Regions from separate parts of the Mus musculus genome. Here region 2 is linked to region 1. A link is a contact called in public promoter capture Hi-C data. All regions are on one chromosome and are shown on one strand. The core of a region is the stretch at or near the end of the contact, and the rest is flanking DNA. Distances in the headings are between cores, read along the strand shown.

The links. Promoter capture Hi-C pulls out the DNA fragments that hold promoters and counts their contacts.
Region 2: a contact with region 1 is called in a promoter capture Hi-C map of liver. The contact joins the promoter of Dph5 here to the enhancer-like site in region 1. A contact is called at or near these places in 4 of 39 promoter capture datasets (the C10 cell line, liver, neural stem cells and 1 more), 3 of 15 datasets of contacts at CTCF or cohesin (CD8 T cells, the NIH/3T3 cell line and large pre-B cells), 3 of 484 Hi-C or Micro-C datasets (Th1 cells and liver), 17 of 115 datasets of contacts at active chromatin or transcription factors (CD8 T cells, the SCID.adh cell line, bone marrow-derived macrophages and 11 more) and 3 of 9 other capture datasets (adipose tissue, liver and pancreatic islet).

Annotation. Positions count from the first base shown.
Region 1 is chr3:115,745,753-115,750,488 of GRCm38.p6, forward strand. No RefSeq gene overlaps it. Among named protein-coding and RNA genes, the nearest start is that of S1pr1, 33 kb to the left of the region's middle. Within about 2 kb of position 2,724, at least 6 of the 459 cell types and tissues checked have an H3K27ac peak or open chromatin away from gene starts, as enhancers often do. A contact at or near this core is called in liver, where this site is marked.
Region 2 is chr3:115,885,432-115,890,167 of GRCm38.p6, forward strand. Dph5 (diphthamide biosynthesis 5) reads left to right here and starts at 2,752. Exons shown (of 8, transcript NM_027193.2): 1 at 2,752-2,846; 2 at 3,009-3,166. The coding sequence starts at 3,032. A930005H10Rik (RIKEN cDNA A930005H10 gene) reads right to left here and starts at 2,699. Exons shown (of 2, transcript NR_015487.1): 1 at 2,333-2,699.

The sequences.
Region 1 (4,736 bases), core at 1,474-3,973:
CAACACAGGAAAGCCGTGAGGATGCAGCCGTCCGTCCTGTTGACTTCAGGAAGAAAACAAACCATGCACTTGGGTCTTCTGCAGCTTTTGAATTAGAAAGACGGTGTTTGCAAGTAGAAGGAAGATGCTGAATTTGAAACAAGTACTTAGGTTCTGTGGCGTGAGTTGTTTTCTTTTTAAAAGATCCAAACAAGAAGACTGAACAAATACCAAGTGTGGGTGACTTCAGGTTTTATTTTTTAAATGTCTTCCATTTTTAACACTATTATAAGCACAGTTGACCACAGTAAGTTCCAAATATTTAATATAATTTGAAGTGAAAGAAATGTTATCTAAATTCTGGCTCACTCTTTGACAGATTTTCTGGACAAGAAACAAGATAAAAGCAGAAACGAGGTTTGGTTTTGCATGGAAGTGAAACCATTACAGTTTTATGTGTATAAATGTACATTTTTAAACAAGATTTTTCTCTTGGAAAAGAAAAAAAAAGGCCACATTCACTTTCAACAGCCCTGTGCAATGTTAGGTCCAAATTAGAGACTTGAGTTAATATTTTTTGTCTTTGAGCTGTGTTTCTCTGTAGAGCCCAGGCTGGCCTAGAACTCAAAATCCTCCTGTTTCAACCTCCTGACTGATGGGAATTACAGGCATCTGACACCAGTCTAGCTACTGAAATTCGTATTTTAAAATAGTTGTTGAGAGCAAAATCTTTCTGGCACTCCTTTGAAAGATCAGCTGGAGTCAATTGTCGGTAGTAATGTGCCTGCTGTCGTTTATATCACTCTACACCTTTTCTGAACAGGCAGTGTTAAGCTTGTGTTTCCTTTCTTATTTCTTACTTAGAAATGGGGACTTTTTCTTTTACAAAGCATGTAGGCTAACCTATTCTTGGAACAATCAGTTTGGCAAGCTCACGGTTTGCCAGGAAGACTTGGCCAATCAACCTTGAAAACAGTAGTGAATTCGATTCTGGGATCAGTCATTAACAGCATCTTTTTCTTTTAAAGACACAGCAGTTTTTGGTTAACTTTATCCGCCGGCGCTCTTCATTGATCCAATCAGCAAACGAGCCAGCCAATGGTAGGTCTAGGGGAGATTTAAGGAGATACCAAACTATCGTCTGCAAACTGCATAGGCTGCCCTGAAGGAACCAAAGGAGATGTCAGCCATGGTAGTGATTTCAGTTCTTATAGCCAATAGCTCGGTTATTCCCCAGACAACACACAACCCACCTCCCTTCTTCCTAGGCCTACCACAAACACAATTTTTAAAAAAGACACAAATTTCATATTTATTAAGAGAAAGGTGAGGGTTGTGTCTTCAGTTCATTAATGAAGGACAACAACAAAATCCACTCTTTAAAATGAATTAGCTACTAGAAATATTAAGAATACAAGAGTCTCGAGTGAGAAAGGAAGTGGCTGCAGGGAGGGATGAGGCAAGGGCCTCTGCGTTTCATTAGCAAACTTTCTATTCTAACTTTAACAAACACCTCTCAGCCACTGGGATGAGGAGCAGCCGCCTCCACAGCTCCCTCATCAACTGCACACATTCACTTCACGCAGCATTTCTGATTTCTGTGTGTCAAGCACAGCAAGTAGGGTGATGGGCAAGGGAGATGCCATCCTTGTGCTTAGGGAAGAATGGACACAATCCATTAAAAATGTATGTGTGACGATGGTTGTTTGATAGGAAATCAGCAAGCATAGATCTCTGGCTTGAGGATGGCTTATTTTGAGGATAGTGGAAGGTTACAAAAACTAGTGAGAGACAGAGAGAAAGCAAGTCCCCTGAAAAAGCAAGAGGAGAGTCAGGATCATGTCTTTAAAGGACCCTAGAGCGAAGATGCATGCTTGTAATCTCAGCACTCAGGAGACTGAGGTAGAAAGATTGACACTAATTTGATGATAGACTGAGCTACATAGTAGGTATCAGGCCAGCTAGGGCCTGTTTCAAATCAATAAGCAGACAGACAGACAGACAGACAGACAGATATGGAGAGATAAATATTTACATATCTGTAGATATCTATATCTCTGTATTTGTCTCTGTCTCTTATCTCTGTCTCTCTCTATATAGAGATTATATGTTTTTATTTTTCTCTCTATATATACTCTCTATATATAGAGATAGAAAAGATGATAGGAACATAGATAGATAGATAGATAGATAGATAGATAGATAGATAGATAGATAGACAGATTAGATAGACAGATTAGATAGACAGATTAGATAGACAGATAACTTGATGGAGACTTTTTTAAAAGGAGCCACAATAATCAAAATAGTAGAGTTAAAGAAAATAGGGACTAAAGGTGAATGATCAATTATGTCACCAAAAATATAACTTTTTAAAAAGTAAAGTGTTATAATTTGTTTTAAAAATGGAGACACCTTTAATAAGAGTATCTGTATATAGTTTGGTGAGTATTGGAAAAGCACACATCTGTGTAGTCTCTGTACCAAACAAGACAGTGATCAGCAGGTTTTTCACACACACAATATTTAGACAGACTTTTTGCTCTTCCCAGGTAGCTGCAGGAAAGAGGTAGTCAGGCAGAAATAGGAAAGCTACTCATAGGTTGATGATGCATGTAGAAAAGGTCTTGTTCCCTGAGGTCAGTAAAGCATCAGATACTGAATTCAGGGTCACCAGGGATCAAAGGACAGTATTTTGTAAATGAGTCTGGATTTAAGGTTGTGCAATCCTGTGTGGTTTGCAAGTAAAAGCAGGTGACTGGCCAACAGGGCGCTGACATCAAAGTCAGCTTTGGTTCTGTAGAGAGCTAAGGGTTGTAGGTACATGGGGGCTCCTGCCTGGCATCTGGACAAGACTTCTGGAAGCTTCTAAAAAGAGTTTGCTTGCCGACCCACTCTTGATAAAAGTGACAAATGTAACATAGCAGTATTGTACTGTTGTGCAATATTTACAATATTGCATTTTTGTAAAGCAAACCTCAAATTCTTACCTTGGAAGCAAGCCCAGGAAGGTCGGTTTTTCACACCGACTCACCTTGAATGTCTCTGTGCTTTGCACTGGATTTTCTTCATTTTTCCCTTGCCATTGCTTCTGAAACAGGTCAAGCCATTCCTGGCCCGTGCCTTTGTCCTCACTGGTCATGTCCCCAGGAATGCTCTATAGCAAAAATCCTTTACAATAAGCATCCCTCTTCTGGTTTGTCCATGGATACAGAGAGGAATCTGCCCAAATTACCTCATTTTGTCCCCCCAACCATCCACAGTATTTTTTTGTAATTGCCTTTATCAGCCCAAAATTCTCTAGGAATTAAATGGTTTACTTGTTTATGATCTGTTTCCATCACTATGACAACAGCTTTCACAGACTGGCTCATCATCATAACCCTGTGACTAAAACACTAACTGAACATTATGGGAACCCCTTGTGTATTACAGAAATGAATGAATGAGTTAATTTGCATACCTGCCCATAGTCTTTACCCATCATTCTTTACTCATCATTTAGAGCAATACCCTCATTTCATAGGGGAATGAGCATCTTCATAGGGATGAAGGTTTCCTCTGTACTGTTTGAGGCTCACTATTATTTCATTCTCTCTCAATGTAATGAGATGGTATTACTAATAGAGACTGTCTAGAGCAGTGGTTCTCAACCTTCCTAATGCTTTGACTCTTTAGTACAGTTCTTCATGTTATGGCAACTCCCCTCCCCTCCCCCCCACCATAAAATTATTTTCATTGTTACTTCATTTTTGTAATTTTGTTACTGTTTTTAATTTTAATGTAAATATCTGACATTCAGGATATCTGATATGTAACCCCTGTAAAAGGGTCACCTAATCTCCAAAGGTGTTAAGACCCACAGGTTGAGAACCCCTGGTCTAAGTCAAGTTGGCCTATGGAAGATTGTCTTGATTGTCTTAACTGGTATGGGAAGGGTCAGTCTAAAAGCCGGAGTCACCACTCCCGGGTTTTGAGTCTTGGATATATAAGAGTTAAAAAGGGAGCTGACTGCGTGCTAGGCATGCATACGTTCATCCACTGTCTACTCTTTGTTGTCATATGACTAAGTATTTTGAGTTCTTGCTTTGATTTCCCCACAGTGATGGATATGTGGTGCCTTGGATGAGAAGCATCTCCCATAAGGACATCAAAGAGGCCGTGAAGGCCATAGGGAGAAAGTGGCAGCCACCAGTTTTCTCTTCTGATATGTAACCTCTCTTATGTATAGTCAGTGATCTTAAGTTAGAAATTTAACTTTTTCACCATGCAGTTGTTGCTAGTTACATATGACTTAAAATCTTCTTGCGATATTGGAAAACTGAAGAGTTGGCACACTCGTGGGAACTAAAAGGGGGCCTGGGGAAAGAGGGGGAAGGGAGAATAGCCCACGTCCGGCCAGAGCTCCACCTATGCTCTGGGCAGGTGGACACGGGAGGGCTGCCAGACACTTTCCACTCTGCCCCGGGTGGGCATCTAAGCCTCTGACCCCACTCGACGGGGTCAAACTGAGACAAGAACTTAAATCTCCCAGGACTTGTTCCCACATAATCAGTAGATGACAAATAAGCAGGCTGTGAGCATTTGGTCCTGGGTTGGTAATGCTGTTCGGGGAGACTTAGTTTCTATGACCTTGCTGGGGGGAAGCATGTCAGAAGGGGAGGGCTTTGAGAGTGAAAAGCATTGGCTATTGAGAGTTTGCTCTCCTTGCCCTGTACCTGTGGTTCAAGATGGGAGTGCTCAGCTTCCTGCCCCTG
Region 2 (4,736 bases), core at 1,502-4,001, 140 kb after region 1:
AAAAAGCGAAAAAAGCACAGAAACCACACGGACACACATAAACATAAAAACAAAAACCATAAAAAAACAAAACTAGAAACCTTAGTACACTAGCAAAAAAGTAGGAAGACAAAACAACAACAACAAAAACCACCCAAGCAAATCAATGTAAGACACACATTTACAGATATACCCTTGAGTTTGTTTTGTGTGGGCCATTGACAGCTGGACATGGGACCTATACAGGTATGCAGTTTTAAAGAGACTCAGCTATTTTATAGACACATTACTTTAGTAGAGGAGACTCCTTTGCTTAGAGGCTGGAGACCTCTGGGGAGACTTCCTGAGTGTAAAGGATCGGTAGTGGGAATCTAGGCTGATGACGAGACAGGCTTTAATGTTCAGATGAGCTGAGGTGTCAGCAGGGTGCATGTGGCTGCATGCTTTGGGCACAGAACTACAGGTGGGTCAATACCACTGAAAGAACGCTCATGGTATGTAAGGGGACCAGGGAGGCAGGTACTCAACATCCCATAGATGGGAAATTTAAGAGCATGGGGTTTCTTTTGCCAAAGTTTTTTTTTTTTTTTTAGAAGGGGGATACTATTTTTAGGGTGTATCTTTACTAGTCCTCCCTGGTTTCTGTGAAGACACATTTGAAGGGAACAAGATGGGAAGCTAACAGAGTAATAGAGCTAGGATCTGAACCAACACAGTGATAGTCAGTATGGTTTCTGACAGAGAAGACCTGGCAGTACGTGTGGGGGTGACTAATATCTGGGTTGGGGGAATGTCAAACCTACCCGATACAGAGTCAGATACCACGCAGGTAAAGAAGGTGATGAATCCAGCTCTGGATGTATAGAACTGGATAGGTTTCCGGATTATCAGGTTTGATTCCCAGCACTCACATGGTGGCTTATAAACATCTGTAACTCCAGTTCCAGAGATTTTGGTACCGTCTTCTGACCTCCATGGGCACAGGAACACATATGGTACACAGACATACAGACAGGGAAAACATTCACACACATAAAATAATCTAAAAAGAACTTTGAAAACCATTTCTCTAGATTTTTTTTTGGGCGGGGGCGGGGTTCAAGACTCACTCTGTAGACCAGGCTGGCCTCAAACTCAGAAACCTGCCTGCATCTGCCTCCCGAGTGCTGGGATTAAAGGTGTGCACCTCCACTGCCCGGCTAGACAAGTTTTAAAATGCTTATCTGTTATTAGCCTATCTTATTTGTTATCACTCAAAATCTTTTGTACATTTTTCCACATTGAGTTGTTTTCTTGTTCCATTTAAGAATCCATTAGATTTGAATTCATCTTCAGTTTATTATTAATTTGTTTGTGTGTGGGGGGGTGTGGGGGTGTGTGTGGGTGTGCCAGCCTGTGGTGGTCAGGGGAGACCTCTGTGGAGTTGTTTTTCTTCCACCTTTAACTGGGTTCCAGGATTAAACTCAGGTTGTCAGACTTGCGTGACAAGTTCCTTTACCAGCATCTTGATAGCCTTCCTTTGGTTTGTTTGCTCTGTTGACAAGTCTTTTGTCAAATTTCTGGTTTGCAAACATTTTCTCTCAGTGTACGACTTCAGTCTTTTGAAGGGAGTTTTTATTATTAAAGTATGACTTTTTTTCCTCTCTCTTTGCAACATGCCTTTTATAGCATACCTGAGAAATCTCTCCCTGGATAGGTCAGATTTTCTTTTCTTTTCTTTTTTTTTTTTCTTCTGTTATAATTTTAGGTCTTTCCATTTACACCATGATCTATTTTGAGGTGTATGTATTTTAATATGGTGCAAAGAATAAATCAATTTAGTGGGAACAGGGAGAATCAGGTCTTCGTGCACCCTTGGAGGAAAAGGCTAGACTTAAGAAAAATCTGAAAGGCCATTACATTGTGCCAAGAGAAGCAATGAACTGTCTTCCCAACTTGGATAAAGTTACCAGTGAATTTAGGAAGAGCATCTGCAGTGTAAACTTTTCGCTTACTGGAGCTGCGTGTAACCAATCTTTAAGAATCTCTGCAACAACCGCTGAGAGGTTTAAAGCACTTTCCTTTTTGTTATGCGCTTCCCGCCATAGAACTACTTTCTTTTTTAAAATTATCCTTTGGTTAGCATACTAAGTAATGGGCTTCATTATGGCATTTTTCATCCGTATATGTCATCACATTCGTATTTAGTCATCCCTTGAGCACTCTTAAAAGGTCACTCTCCACCGAGGGTGACTAAGGCAGATTCCCTTGAGGCATTCTGGTATCAGATCCCAGGGACAAACCCCTAGAAGGAGTCACAGCCCCCCCCCCCCCCCTGGGAACTTAACAACCACACTCAGCAGGGCAAGCCAACCTGTCCCCTCACCAGGGTGACTTCTGGTTAAATTGCGACAGATCTACAGAGCGGGAATTCAAAGCTGAGCAAACGCGGGGTCGGTCAGGGAAGTCCCTCCGGTTGTTCCTGCCAGTGTGCGTCTGGAGGGCGATTGGGAGCTATCGTCATCAGCCCGGACGCCCTTTGGGGATGTTTGAGTCCTGGCTTGCCGGGAGCGTGGGCACGCTGGGTCCTTTCCAGGCGCACAGCTGGACCCATTCCTGACCCTTGACCTCTGCCCGGGAGTCAGCGAGTCCTGGAGGGCCTTGCGGGGGGTATGCGATCGCTCTATAGCTCGTTCCTGGAGCGGTCTGTCATCTCCGCCTCCTGCCAGTCGTAAAGTGCTGTGAAGGGCTCTGCGCTTTACGGCGCCGTTAGGTGAGACCCGGAAGCTCTGTCTCTGATGGGCACATGGTTTGGGGACTGCAATTATTAAAAGGCTGCAGTGAGACTTTGAGGGACGTCAGCGAATCACCTCCGAGTCTCTAAGCGGGTAATCGGATCACACTTTTAAAAACAGTCATTCCATTATTTTCTAAGAGTATGCAGGAGTGTCGGACGCACGCAGGGTGCCACCTTGGTTTTTATGTTCATCCCTAGACTTTAGGTCCCCGGTGTTAGCTGACGTTTTTCTGTTGTTCACTTCGCTCTGCAGTCTCCCCATCCCTGGAGTTCGGAATGCTTTACTTGATCGGCTTGGGCCTGGGAGATGCCAAGGACATCACAGTCAAGGGCCTGGAAGTTGTGAGACGATGCAGTCGCGTGTATCTGGAAGCCTACACCTCAGTCCTGACTGTAGGGAAGGAAGCCCTGGTACGTGATTAAAGTCCCCAGGCCTCTGGGGAAGACATCTAGCTAGCGTCCGATTCTCCTACCCTAGACTGCACAGACTCTAAGCGTCTGCTTTTTTTTTTTTTTTTTAAGCCCCTGTAAAACACACACCCTGTCCATTAAGATCTACTTCATACTCAGTGACTTGGGAAATGAAACGGTAGTTTGTCCTACTTTACAAGTCTAATTTTGTGCCTTTCTCCAGTAAATAAAAAAAAAAAAGTTATTTTACACTCTTGGGGATAGTTATCAAATCCGTTATTTCATGAGCTAGCCAGACATCCTTTCCGAGTTGAGTGCTAATGAGGTGCTGACACAGGCTTAATGAGTTGCTTATACATTCAGCAAGCGATCTGAAAGCTTCCGTCTTTGAAGTAGTTCCATAGGGAACAGCGATCTCATTTTTTTTTGTCTGCAACATAGCCAAAGAGACCTTACATGTACTCTCCCAGGAAGGCTGTCATTCCCACATGTACATATAGAGTGACTAAGTAACCAGAGGATGTATTAGTGCATTATATACCTTAAACAGGGTAAATATGTAAATAATAGTTACAACAAGAAGGGTCAGTTTCTGCTTGATTGTCAAACTTAAAGTGAACCCTATATTGAGATAAGATGCTGATGTGTTGTTAGAGGAGGAGAGGAAGGTTTTTTTGTTTTGTTTTGTTTTTTTAAATTGTCAAGTCTTCCATATAAAAGTGTGGGCCAGAGAACTTCCGGTCATATCTCTCAGATTCACAACTCAGAATTTTGAAGGTTTCAGGGTTATGTTAAAAATCTTGAATCCTAAATAGGCTTCTTCTTAAGTTGGTCATGAATTAGAAAAAAAAAAAAAAAAGTAGTGTTTAATGGTCAGTTTGACTTGCTGGCCACACTTGTCGGTGTTTATACTTACTTCAAGATGATAGAAATATGTCTTGGATCAGTGATCAGAAACTATAATGGACCTAAAACCATTTGAGAAAATAGATAACTGGCAGGTTAATCGAATAGAATATTAAACACAGCCAGGGCTACACAGAGAAACCCTGTCTCTAAAACAAAAACAAAAACCAAAAACAAACAAAAAGGGAAGACAGGCAGTCGTGGCACACACCTTTAATCCCAGCACTTGGGAGGCAGAGGCAGGCAGGTTTCTGAGTTCAAGGCCAGCCTGGTCTACAGAGTAAGTTCCAGGACAGACAGGGCTACACAGAGAAATCCTGTCTCAACCCCCCACCCCCAAAAAAGCAAAAAACAAAAGAATATTAGACAATAGCTTAGAGCAAAATTGGGACATAACTTGTTTTGCCTTGTGACATGTCCCTGGACAATTCCTTTACATTTAATTTCTTATAAATTGAGGTCAGGATGTGTTTGCCTTCTAGGCTCTTAGAACAGTGTCCATCACAAAAGTTTTCAGACATTTTAGCTGCTAGCAGATATATTTCCAAATTTCTAAATGCTAGTTTCTCCATTTGTCAAAGAAAAAATAACCAATTGAAAGTTATATAGTATTTATTAAGGTGTATGTGAAAATGCTTTATAAATTATAAGTGTTAGTAAATAT